Linked DNA regions of Zea mays: region 1 is linked to region 2. The links are chromatin contacts, called in public Hi-C maps. All regions are on one chromosome and are shown on one strand. Each heading gives the region's core, a stretch centred on a gene start, on an enhancer-like site or on the middle of the called end of the contact. The rest is flanking DNA. Distances are from core to core; before and after follow the strand shown. Region 1 holds the start of LOC107126292. Region 2 holds the start of LOC100381521 (Protein disulfide-isomerase like 2-2).

Region 1 (7,068 bases), core at 697-3,196, 250 kb after region 2:
CGGCCGCGCCGGCCGCATCAGGACGCGCGCGTTGATGTCCGCCAGCGTCGCGCCGCCGTCCAGGCCGTCGGGCTTCAGCAGCGCGAACGGACGCACCACCACCACGCCCGCGCCCTTCCGCCGCTTGCCGCCGCCGCTCTCGGCCGACGCCTGCTCCGACTCTGCCGATCGAGGACAGCACGTACGACGTGCCAAGCAGCAAAGCGCGGGTTAGCTTAGCGATTAGCACGAGGTGCCGTGTCAAACTGTCAACTCAACTCCCCGGCCAGCCCGGTGCCTGCTGCCTGCGAGAATTCCGCACGCGCGGCGCGAGTGACAACTGACAAGACGAGCGAGACCCCGCACCTTCGCGTGTCGCGGCACGTTTCAGAGAGGGGCCGCAGGTCCTCGGAAGCGGCGGGGCCCGCGCAGGCCCCCGCGCGGCGCCCCGCCCCGGAAGCGGCAGGCCGGTCCCGGCCCCGGCGGCGCGCGGGTCCCCGCGGCAGCTGGAGGAGGACGAGCTGGGCAGGGGCTCCGCCTCTGTGGCGGGGGCCTGCTGCTGGAACGCCGCTCTCTCCGCTGCCGGCGCGGGACCCGCCGAGAAAATCGAGCTCAAGGCCTGGTCATCATCATCACCTGCACGACAGCAGGAGAGGTTCATCGGCCGGGTTTAAAATTGGAGAGCGAGTGACGAAGAAGATTATACACGCACTATATGACTAATATACTAGTAGTAGAATCTTGGGCAGGCTGGCCGCACCACTATCTAAACACGTAGAACCCAAATCTTTCTTCTTTTTTTCTTCTTCAAAAGACGCGCCCGCCCGTGTCGCCTGCCTGGTGATTGTGCGCGCGGCTTGCAAGTCAGACGCGGGCATCATGCTCGTTTACATGTACTCCAGTGCAAAGTTGCCACTGCATAATACTCAATCTAGCATTCATGATTGTTTTAAACAATCCATGCATCCATCATGGGGCCTTGACAGTAACGTGACGCTAAACCTAGCTCTCTGCGACCTGACTTGTCCTCTGCCTCCATTGGACCCAGAACAACCCACCATCCATGGCGTGGCGATGTACTTGGCGCGGGCCGCGGGGCCAACAAGACCTAAAAAATTAACTAACAGGTCCCGTCGTGTCCGTTTGCAGACAAACCCGACGAAACTGGGTCGATTTCAGAGTGGGGAGCGGAGGAGGAGGGTTGGATTCAAACGGGGGCGCTCACAGTGAATTGTGAAGGAGTCGGTGGGGGTGCGGTAGCCCTGCTCGTGCGTGGCGCTGGCGCAGGCGCAGCTGGAATTGAAGGCGGCCTCCTCCTCCTCCTGCTGCGCCTTGAGCGGCGGCTCGCCCACGTCGCCGTCGTGGCAGCCCGCGTCCCAGAAGTTCTGCAAGGGGACACCCAACGACAACAACGAGAGAGCTTTGATGAGCTAGCGGTGGCTCAGTGGTAAGAATTCAGCTCTGGCTGCTACTGTTACTGTTAGTGCTAATGCTAAGAGGTTGGGTGGTCTGTTTGGTCTCCTCTTCCGGAGCGTCGTGATGTGACGCACGCACCAGGAGAAGGTCGTCCAGCTCCCCGGGGATCGCGACGGCCACGCCGTGCGCCGACGGCGGCGGCGGCGGGGCCGGCTCCATGGCTGCGACTGCGAGTGCAAAGGGCATAAATAAGCGACGACCAGGTAATTAATCCGGGCAAAGAAAGGTCATCATCACGTACAGAGCGGGAAGAGGTCATGGACGTCGGCGGCGAGGAGGCCGAAGCAGCCGAACGGTGCCGACTGCTCCCACCCGCTACTGCTGCAGCTGTAGTCGTCGAAGCAGGTGCTGGTGGTGGTCGTACTGGCGACGGGCATCCCCATCGTGTGGAGCGGCCACGCCTGCCTCCCCTCCATCAGCTGCACCCCTTTCTCCATGGCTCGTCGGCCTTGCTGCAGCGGCAGCAGGGGGGGGAGCTGAGGACGTGAATCGTGAGGCAGACAGAGTGTGGAGAGTGGACTGGGTGAGAGTCAGAGAGAGAGGCCGGGTGCTGCTGGAGAGTGGAGACAAGGCAGAGAGCTTGGCGTGCTTAAATAGCAGGGCTTTTTCGCCGGGGCGTGGAAAGCAAAAGCATACACCGGACCGGACTAGCAGGTCAAGACCACACTACGCTACTCCTGGCCTCCCGTTCTAACACACGCCTCTGTTACTGTGCAGCTGTGTCACTTGTTTTTATTTATACTCAGCCCGCGCGCTGACGCTTGCTTGCTTCCTGTACGTACTTTCGTTTGCCTTTGCTGGCTGGGCTGGGGCGACTTGTTGGGCGCGGCCAGGGGGGAGGAAAAAAGAAAAGATACGGGTGGGGCTGAGTAGACGAGACGACAGACGAGTTCAAAGTCCAAGCGAAAGCAAAAGGGGATGAGGGTGGTTGAGCGCAGGGGAGCTCTTTCTCGTGATTCGTTATGTTCTTCCGCACCTTTGATCTCCTTCCGGTTTGCTTGAGTGAGATCTCCTCTCCTTTCTCTTTCTTTCTTTAAACGGTTGGTTCGTCGTCGATGCCTCCTATTGTTGAGTGAAATCTCTGCCCCTAGCGATTCTTTTACTTGTCTTTGTACAATTGTACTAACCATTCGCTCTCCGGCTCAAAAGTCTCCTCCAGTATGACCTTCGCCGTTTCCTTGTTGCTGATCTTCGCCGTTTCATGAGTAACATCACGGGGGACTGCAGTCTGCAAGTCTGTTATGGTTATTGCGCCTCCATTTTTATTTTTATTTTACGTTTCGTGTCAGTTACGGGTAGGTCAAAGCCCGGTGCTGGTACCTGGTAGCCGTTGCTCTAGTGAGGTCACTGATCTGTGGGTGAACGATGAAAAAGGGTGGGCGGACCAGCGGAGTGTAGGAGCAGCGGCTTCATCAGTTTTTTTTCCTCTCCCTGGCCTGATGAGGCCGGAGCCGGACGAGGAAACGCCAGCACCCAGCAGGCACAGGCCCAAAAATACCTGCCCCGAAAAGACAGTAGCAGATTTTTTTTAAAAAAAATTCCGAGCCCGCATTTCTTAAATAATTGACTTGCAGTCGTGGTTAAGCAGGAGGTGGACATGCCTGTCGTGTAGACGTAACAATATGGTACCAATAAGTGGCGAAGCCAGAGCAAAATTAAGGATAGTGCATTTGACTTGTGGATGCATAGAAATTTATTTTACCAGTGTATATATGGTGAAATTTTAACCAATTCTATATATTTTGTGGGGGTGCATTTGCATCCGCTACCTATAGTGTAGCTTCGCCCCTTGTACCAATGTAACACACAGAATCACAGCGGAAAATAACTAACTCAGAGTGCTAACTGTGAAACATATGTATCATGGGTACCCAGATGAGCCTAAGAACCCAGTCGTGTGGGCCCATAAACTCCGCTACGGATTAGAAGAACAGATATTAAAAACAATATATCTCAGTTGAATAAATGATAATGTTGTAAATACAGGGACTTAGGTATGACTCAGTAACAAACTCGGTTAAGCGCTGAGTAGATTGATTTTATATAGTAATCTCAAATAACATAAACTAATCGCCTATTTAGTATCAACACTATATGCTAATAAGGATTTTACATAACAAATCAAGTTGACTCGCTCTTTTTACTAGCAATACAAGCAGGCTCAGCTCGAGTCGTTTCTAGCGTCGAGCCGCTCCGAGTCTGAGTCGGCTCGTGGAGTTCGAGTTTTTTTTTCTAGCCCTAATAATGATAGGGAATCGTCTTGCTCCTGCCTTAGAGACGTTTTAGGGAATGCCGGAAGACTCTTATATGCTTTTCTCGGTTTGTAAGCTCATGGGAATGTCAAGTCGACATCAAACCACACTTACTATCCACCTGATTAGTTGTCCGCATCGCTTTATCCTGAATCACTGAATGTGTTGACTTTATCTGAACGTATGTTTGATTGCCTATATATAGGCGCGGGCTATAGAAAACAAATCATTTGAAGATCAATTGCCTGCATTCGCTCGTACCGCCAAAACGTCCGGCCAGCCTTGGGGGAGCGTGGCTGCACATGCACATGAACCAATCAACCGGTATATGCATTGATAGAGGGGAAAATGTTTTACGATAATTCGAAAGTATGGCTTTTTTGGGACCCTACTGATATGGGCCCGCCTCTGGACAAAATTGAAGCACGGTGAAAACTATACTCAGCAATTCAGCATCAGCAAAGTCACAAGCTCTTGACCGGTCCCATGCCCGGAGTGCAGGTTCACCACTTCACCGGTCACCTACCACCTGCCGTGGTCGTCCGTTCTGGAAGGCTGAAACTGCATTGGGGCCTGGGCCTCGCGTACCGGCCTACCAACAGTGTACAACACTGCTGGTACTCGGACAGTCGCAAAAATCTTCTACCAGCGAGCCAGAGACACAGGGAGACCTCTTACACTATACAGTAGCATTTTTAAAAAAAACGAAATTGAATATGTACAGGAAAACTAGCTTTTTTCCTTCGGAGAAAGGACGAGAAAGTACTGCAGAGAGAGCCCAATGTTGCGACGAAAAGACGTACAATTTCAGTGCAGACAGTATCTCTGCCTTTTCTCCCTTTTCCGTCACTTTTGGAGCCTGATTTCCCCACAAATCACGGCCGCTGAGCTTTTCCATTGTACCCATACCCATTTGCCTTTTACCTCAGTCAGTCTAGACGTCTAATCTCAAGCTCATAGAATGAGGTCTGTTTGATCCCAAGAACTAATAATTAGCTAAAAATAGCTTTAGTGGATCCAGGCACTCCGGCTAATGACTCAATTAATAGGTTAGAATAAACAATCTATTAATAAAACCTTATTAAGCATTACTGTTCAGCTAAGTATTGGCAACTACTATTAGTTGGTGAATCACTCAGCTAATAGCCCTGTTAGTATGAAAAATAATTGCTCTCTCCATACTGCAGTATGAGGATCTACAGTTTAGATTTGTTCAGAAATATAAGGTTTTTTAGATACTCCACTCTCTATATCTCCTCTGTCTTCTTTTGCAAAAAAATATATATATTAAGGTTCCTTTTAAATTTGGTGTCATCTAAATCAGTAAACAATAATTAAGGAAAATAACGAGCGAACTACTCCCTGCATGTTAATTAGTAAGGGATAAGGTAATCTTTTCCTAAACTCTTTGTTTGTCTAAAAGGCACTTGGATACTTTGTATTTTGGGACGTAGAGAGCAGTTGACTCATTATAGCTAGTAGCTATATATAACACCTAGCTGGATTTTAAAATTCTAAGGCCTTATTTGGTTGCGTATGAATCGGAGATGGTTGATGAGATTAAATATTTTTTCTATTCAATTTCGACTAGTAAGAGATTTAATCATTTTTGGTCAATTCTTCTAACCGAACATGACAACAAATCTCAAGGCGGACACACCACTGACCACTGAGGCTACAATTTCACGTAACAAATTTGAATTTTGGCATCAAGTTTTGTTATCGTACTAAATCCAGCGAACTTGAACTTGGATATCCAGAGATATAGGGCTCAGAAACAAATCCAGCGGGTGCACCTGGATAGATCCAAGAAAACAACACCATGTCATCTCTTCGCTTACTGCAAGATAGACAACTCATCTTCTTCTAGTAGTACTAAATGAGGCACTACCGCCCCTTTTATTTTGTCCATCCTCTTTGACTATGCCGACAATAATAGCCAGATCGACCAAGGTTGGCTATGCGGCATTGTTGCTGTTTCGATGATTGGACGCCAAATTAAAGGAGCAAGCTATGCTATATATAGCTGCTAGGGTCTGTTTTCAGATGAGATGTAAATTGTCCTCGTGGCTCAGTACCGATGGATGGTCACCATTTTTGCATGCCACTGTGTTCTATTTTTGAATAACGCAACCAAAAGGCGCTGCCGCGGACCAGACAAATCATGGCGAACTTGTACCACCGAAAATGTGAAACAAAGTTCCTTGCCAGAGCTTACCAACTTTTTACCATGTCGTGCCATACAAGTTCTGGCAAAAAATTAAATTTTGTGCACCTTCGTTTGCAGCCTTTAGGTCCTGTACCCTAAGGACACGTAATGGGTATACTAACTCATTCACTTCTTTTAAATGTTTGTGTATATTGGTTCTGTGCCCATTTGGTCTCGACTCGCTGTTGCAGTGCGGCCGCGTCGGGCAGCCGGGCAGCCGCGTCGGCAGTGCGGCCGGAGCGACAAATGCCGTGCAGGAAGGAGGTCGTAGAACCCGAGCATGACCTTGTCGAACCACCCGGCGTCGTCGACCACGTAGAACGTGCACCGCGCCGGTCATGCATCGTCGCCGCCTCCAGACGCACGGCCTCCTGCCGCGCCCACCTCGTCGTTCGACCCAAAGCTAGCTAGTGCCGCCGCGAGGAGCTCGTGAGTCGTGACATGCGCGGGGAGCTAATTAAAGTCCCCATCGCCAAGGCTGTCGCCGTACCCGTACACTGGACAGTGCAGCCGTGCATCCCGTTCGCCTCCAGCTAGCCTCCGGACGACGATCCTTTCCCGCCGCCTACCTTGGCCTGGCCACCAGGCCAGCAGGTAACGCAGGGTGACGAAGACCGTGACCGCGTGCAGCGAGCTCACGTCGTTCTTGATGTAGTGGCCGAGTTGGGGGGGAGTGAGCAGTAGTGGACGCGCAGCGCTTGATCATAGCCTGGCCAAATCTGATCGAGACAATCAGATCGCGTGTTTTGGAACACGTGCTGCAATAGAGATGCACCGGCGTCACGGCAGGCGCGCCCAGGGTCGCCGGGCCCTGGACCCTGGTCCGCCAGGACCGCCATGGGGATCGAGTGAGCCCGTCCTGAATGTTGCTGTAGATGATGAAGCACGACCCGGGGAACCTCTGGACCTCCGGTCTCGACAGGAGCTTGCTGAGGCGTGTGCTCCAGGGTCACCTTGCTCGCCATCTCCTACTCCATCTTCCGACTTCCGTTGCCTCCCGTAATTCCAGCCGAAGTGAACATGGCCCGGTCCGTAAACATGCCGAGGAACAGATCTGTAGGATCTGTCACTGAAGTCGTTGGCATTGTTGATGAGGTACGCTGCTTGCCCAGCATATGCGAGGACCAGAGAAGGATATATGCTACACAGAAA
Region 2 (6,422 bases), core at 3,334-5,833:
TAAAGGAAACTACTGTATCGGTTAAACTCTTGACCTTTTTCCTTTCTTTTGAAAGTGACGAAGCAGACACATTTTCGTAAGGTCTGTAATTAGCTAAGCTGACACTTGCCTGTATGGACTCTTTTTATACTTCTCAGCAACCGAGAGCAGGAGCTCAAGGTACTTGTTTCTTCCCTCTGCCTTTGAATCGAGGATGTCTGGAAGGAATGATACAAAACAAATGGCAGCAGAAGCACACTTCTCTTCCATGACATCCTGCAGGAGCCAAATCACATCAAAAAACAATGATGGACTAAATCATCACCAGAATTTTGTAGGTACCATGAAGGTTTAGCCTTACCGGGCCAGTCAACTCAGAAACTTCAACTGGGCCAGAGTTGGCTTCCAACTGCTCCAATGCAAAGGATTCAATGGCAGATGCAACTCTAGCCCCCTGGTAGGGGAACGGGCTCTCCTTATCAGCACCAAATACCAAAATAGTTGGAAAACCTTCCACCTTGTACTTGCTCATCAAGGACTGCAGAATAAGAAAATATTTGTTAATTATTAATAATAACTTGGAGTGTAGCAATTGTGAAAGAAGAGAAAAGCGGTTAGTCGGCCAGGAATGCATCCATGCTTTTAAAAGGTACTCATACACTACCTGAACTTTTGCCAACATAAATTTAGATGCTAAAAATCATGTAGCTTGACATCTTGAGAAAGTGGCATTACAAACAAGTGGATGGGATATTGGGATGTGATCCCAATCAAATAGCCTAAAAATTAAGTGTGATCCCAATCAAATAGCCTAAAAATTAAGTAACCAAATGGCTTATAGATTCTGAATAGAAAAGCTTGGTCGATGTGCTAGCTGACTACAGTATATGTCGCGGTTGCAATTGTGGCCCTTAAGGCTCTAAAACTCAAGTTATATTGCTACAAAAATGTGAATGTCTTAAAAAGTGTCAAATCCTTCATTAAATCCTTGGTGATCACCAAAATGGCAAGAACTCAGCAAGAATTTAAAACTAACAATAGTACTATAGCTTTATAGCCATTCTTCACTAGCTTGAGAATAAATTGAACGTTCTGGCAAGAGATTAATAAGTATGGGCAATACATTGAAAGATGCAACCTAGACTATTAGCAGTAATTATTTCCACAAAAGACAAACATAGGGTGAAGGGAAAGGTCATTACCAAAGAAAGTCAAACTCAAAGAACAAATACACACACCTTTTCAGCATCACAATCAACATGGCCTAGCTTCACTTGGCCCTTCAAGTTCTTCGCAGCCTTTTTCCATTCAGGTGCCAATTTCTTGCAGTGCCCACACCTGAACAAAAGCATATGTCAAACTTATGAAGCCCCTACAATAAATGAAGAGTGTACTAGAACATATAATGGCAATGGAAAATCATAAGATAAATAAACATAAAATTGAGGAGAATGCCCTAAAATACTAGCTGTGCGAGATTACATAATTTTACACAACTTAACGCAACCTTTTTTTTTTACTTCTATATTTGGGAAAATGGTAATAGAGAATGTAGAATAACCCAAGTTATATGATAAAACAATATGAGTACAGCAAGCCTCATACCATGGCGCAAAGAATTCCACAATCCAAATGTCCTTGCTTTTGACAACGAGTTCATCGAAGTTACGCGAATTTAATTCTACTGATGCACTTGGTTCATTTTTCTCACTTGAACCTCCAGATGTCTTGCCATTTGACCCTGCTGATGCCTTACCACTCAACCTATCTCTAAGAAGGGCCTTGACCTGTGAATAACAGAACACACACATAATTAGAGCAATGCATTGACTGCCTCAATGCCTACTAGAGAAGAACTTCATATGTTTGAGGCATTGGTTAGGACTTAGGACAGACATTTTTTTTAAATGACATAAAGAGCACAATGAAGAACTTAACCACAAAACTATTTCCATCCAATAGAAAGATGGCAGTTGTTTTGCACACTAAGACCCAAGTCATTCTTACGAGCTACTGAAATTAAATATTTTGCGAAAAGCGTAGACTGCTTAAGAAGAACCTTGACCTCTGAATAGCAGAACACACACAGAACTAGAGGAATGCATTGACTGCCTCAACGCCTATTAGATAAGAACTTTGAATGTCCGAGGCATATCCCAGTCATTTTTTAAAAGACTTAGGCTCCGTTTGGTTTGGGGTGACTAAAGTTTAGTGACTAAAGTTTAGTCACTTTTAGTCCCTAAAGAAGTAAACATGATGACTAAATTGGGTGACTAAACTTTAGTCCTTTAGTCACCAAGGGGATGACTAAAAAAGACTAAAGTAGTATTTTTACCTTATTTGCCCTCTCCACTTTCTTATTATAGCAAACATCCATTAATTAATAAGGGTAAAACAGTCATTATTCACAGCAATTAATGCTCTTTAGTCCGGTTTAGTCACTGGAAACAAACGGCGTACTTTAGCGACTAAACTTTAGTCACTAAAATTTAGTCTATTGACTAAAGGAACCAAACAGGGCCTTAAACATCACAATCAAGAATTCAACCACAAAACTACTTTCATACTATAAATATAGCAGTTGTTTTCTTAGTACACTAAGATTGAAAGTAAATAAGTCACTGGAGCTAAATGGTTTCCGAAAAGCATACTGCCTAGGCTTTGCACAAAGCATTAAATGTGTTCAGCAAAAAGGGACAGCAAAAGCATAACTGCATAAGTCATACCTACGACCTAGTACATATTAAAAGTGACTGAAATGCATCCAATATTCCAATGAACAAACAGAAGAAAAATAATGGCCATCTAAGTAGCAAAATAATGGCCATCTAAGTAGCATTTGATGCAACAAACCTGTGACAGAGCAAACTCTACGATTGGCTTTACATCTCTTGCTCCTTGATAATCGACTGGAGATTTACCAGGGGAAAACACCTTAATAGTGGGAAATCCCTTGATTCCGTATTCCTGCAAAAAAACATCATGCATTCAGAATCAACTAAACTGATAGCATTGCAAGGACAGATCTATAGATGAAAATTATGCAAGTCAGATCAAATTTGTGGCTGTCAGTTTCACATTACATGAGTCCAGAGGACTATTTGGGGAAGTGAAACAGAAAATTTATCAAACCCAAAGTATAAAAGAAGGTATCCTAATTTGTGGTCATTTTACCAGAATCAGTTTCATTGTTTCAATCATATTGTTCACCCTGAGTTACTACCGGGTCTTCTTTGTTGTCCCACAGGGAGAACCACTTATTGCATCCGACAACAGTTTGTTATGGCTATTTCATTATATGTGTGTTTGAGTCACATTAGCAATAAGCCATTGTCAAAACATTAACAAAATACTCAAACCATCATAGGCACTAAAATAATATAAAATTCTAGCCAATGCATTGACAATTCGACATGCAAGTTCATAACTAACAGTAGCCAAAAGTCAAAACCACTCACAAACTGCTATTTATAATAGTTTAACTAAAGGAACCTATAATAAAGTTTGCTACACATATGGTGGTTTCATTAATAGTAATGGAACAGGGATTTTACCCCTCCCCCCTCCCTCTTAGGGCTGGTTTGGCGATAAGGAAATTGGAGGAGATCCATGGGGAGGAAATCCCTTCCTATCCCCCATAACTTAAATCCCCTCCGGTATTACCGGGGATTGAAGAGAAAATTAGCTTAATTTTCCCCTCAATCCCCGGAAATTCCGGAGGGGATTTAAGTTTCTAAAGTAACCCTAAAACAACTTTCTGTGCAGAATCGCCATATTTCACTCTCTTACTTGTCATACAACAGATCCGTGTGCATAACAAAAATGGCATGAGTTCTAACTTATGCAAGTTCCTAAACTTTAAGCAAACACTAAAAAATAATCTAGATGCAATAAATACCAATAAATTTACCATTCCTAGACATAAACCACCAGATAAGTGTGACACTGCACTCTGGAGATCGGAACAAATTAATAAAACCTGTCCCCATCCCCAGTTTAGCATCTGGATATGGAATCCAACTATTGGTATGACACTACACATTAGGCTAGGGAATTATCACCTAATGCGACCAAACTAACTTACAATCGCAGCAAGTGAGCCGATATCACTCCATTGAACATTCAGATCAACTCGCACGCCCGTGGACGAATTACAGGGAAACAAGAGGGTGAATGAGGAGGCACACTCACCTGCGCGAGCGCCTGCTGCGCATCAGCATCGAGCGCTGCGACCGTGGCGACGCCCTTGAGCACACCGGCAGCCTTCTCCCAGGTGGGGGCCAACTGCTTGCAGTGCCCGCACCACGGCGCGAAGAACTCAACCAGCACCACGCGGTTCGAGTTCAGCACCTGCAACAAGGGCGATACGCGCCACACTGCTCAGAAAGAACCTAATGGAGGCGCCGATCTGGTGGCTGAGGGGCAGTGTGAGTCAGGCGATACCTTCGATTTGAAGTTGTTGGAGTTGAGCTGGAGGACGGGGGAGCCGGATGAGTAGAGTGCGGCGGCCGTGGAGGCGGCCGCTGCCACTAGAAGGAGGGCAGCGAGGACGGCGGGACGCATGGCGGAGCGGGGGAGCGGGAGGGATCAAACGGCAGTGGCGAGTGGCGACTAGCCATCGGGTTTCGCCGTGGTGCTGAGATTTAAAGCCTGGGCTGGGTCCTCGCGAAGAGACGGACGCGTGTGAAGACCTATCAATGATCTCCACGTTTGATGTTCGTCCACGTAGGAGTGGCTTCTCTTCTTGGCGCGAGCGCGACTCACGTGGTCGTTGGACCATTTGGAGCGGACTCTGGCCGGAGCATCGCTATTTTGAGTCTGCACAAAATATGATCCCAGTAGGCCTTTTGAAGGAAAGGGCGCAAATAATGTTAAGAAATAAAGGAAGAGATAGATTACTTCCACGTTATCGTCCACATCATCAATTTATATACAGTAAAAAAATATCGTAAGCATCTAGCGGTGAAGAATAACAAGATCTACAGCTTATAGCCTTTTCATCTCTCTCTTCTAAAGGGATGCGTTGTCATCCATTCACCGTATATAAATATGCAATGATCATTCTCTATGCCTTTGCGACATTCCATCTACATGTTATTAGCATGCTCTTTCATGAGCGAAAGAACCCTGACACAAGAATGGAGTTATCTCCTAACACAAAATTTAACAAAAGAAAGATTCATATTTAACAAAAGATTCTCCCAATGCCTCGGTTTCAACATCGTGTCCAAGGCTTAAATGGTCAAATCTGATTTGATAGCCTCGTTAAGCAAACCAACACTATGCATATAAATGTCCAATATATACCATGTTAGATTAAAATAATCAAAGTTACTTTGCTTTAATAGATCTACCAACTGATTATTATAATATTTATAGACACAACAATTGTAAGGACGTCAAAATAAACTTTTGATTCTTCAGAGCGAACCTACCCTATCAACATTTAACATGGAACAAAACTGAAAAATAAAACATCATAGATAATCCTATTAAATGCAAGATAGTATGACTCTTTTATCATGCATGGTGATCTCCATCATCAAGTCACGATTATGGCTATTAGTTGTTATATTTGAGCATACATTCACAATATTTCCTATAAAACTGGCTTTAAGCTAGCTGTCCAGACTGTTGCAGCTGCAATTTATAGAGACCAAATATCGTAAAAAAGTAGAAGTCGTTTCTAAATAAGCCACGACGAACAGGATACATTGTTTACAAATGACTGTCGCAGACATTCCAAATGGTCACATCAATGAGATAGCTATGCAAATCTAATCAAATTGATCAAATCAAGTCGATTCCGATACATTTGAAATGCCTCTATTTTTATTGTCGTGTGAGATAGAACGATAATAGTACATCCAAATCAGATCTATTATCTTTCTCAACGTGAAAGATACATGCACTGCTAACCATGGTACGACATGTTGTGCGAGTGGACAGGAGGGAAAGTGAACTATTTTTATACTTTGATGGTGATTTTAGACAGTAAGGGCATGTTGTGCGAGTGGTCAGGATTGAAACCGAACTAATCTTATGCATTGATGGTGATTTTAGCCAGTAAGGGCAAACAAGCTATGCGACTATACCGATAAATACCTAAATACCTTGTTCGTTCCAGTTTGCGCTACAACCAAAGCAAAGAAGATCCAATCCACTACGCATATTGCATATATGCAAACTATCTTGATAAATATACTAGCATATCTAACATGTTTAACTTGGAAGTAGAGAATCATGGATCGTTCACAATAGACGCGTTGCCCAACGAAAGAAGAATGTGTTGATATAGTGGAAGTAGTTGAATGTCCTCGCGTTCACCCGTCCTCCACATGTTCATCGTGGATCAACGCCACAACACCAACAGCAGTGTATCCACGATATCCATACGTGCGGAGATGAAACACTGCAACGTTGGTGTGTGAACAAGAGAAACG

Evidence for each region. Hi-C and Micro-C count contacts between places; a contact is called where the count stands out from the background.
Region 1: a contact with region 2 is called in a Hi-C map of leaf, with 2.6 times the contacts expected there. The contact joins the promoter of LOC107126292 here to the promoter of LOC100381521 in region 2. A contact is called at or near these places in 2 of 25 Hi-C or Micro-C datasets (leaf and tassel).

Annotation. Positions count from the first base shown.
Region 1 is chr2:190,969,917-190,976,984 of Zm-B73-REFERENCE-NAM-5.0, forward strand. LOC107126292 reads right to left here and starts at 1,947. Exons shown (of 5, transcript NM_001319091.1): 1 at 1,697-1,947; 2 at 1,534-1,622; 3 at 1,205-1,364; 4 at 346-615; 5 at 1-161. The coding sequence starts at 1,892.
Region 2 is chr2:190,713,730-190,720,151 of Zm-B73-REFERENCE-NAM-5.0, forward strand. It overlaps LOC100381521 (Protein disulfide-isomerase like 2-2), which reads right to left and starts at 4,584. Exons shown (of 9, transcript NM_001361438.1): 1 at 4,423-4,584; 2 at 4,171-4,329; 3 at 2,833-2,946; 4 at 1,585-1,766; 5 at 1,218-1,317; 6 at 341-517; 7 at 110-255. The coding sequence starts at 4,542.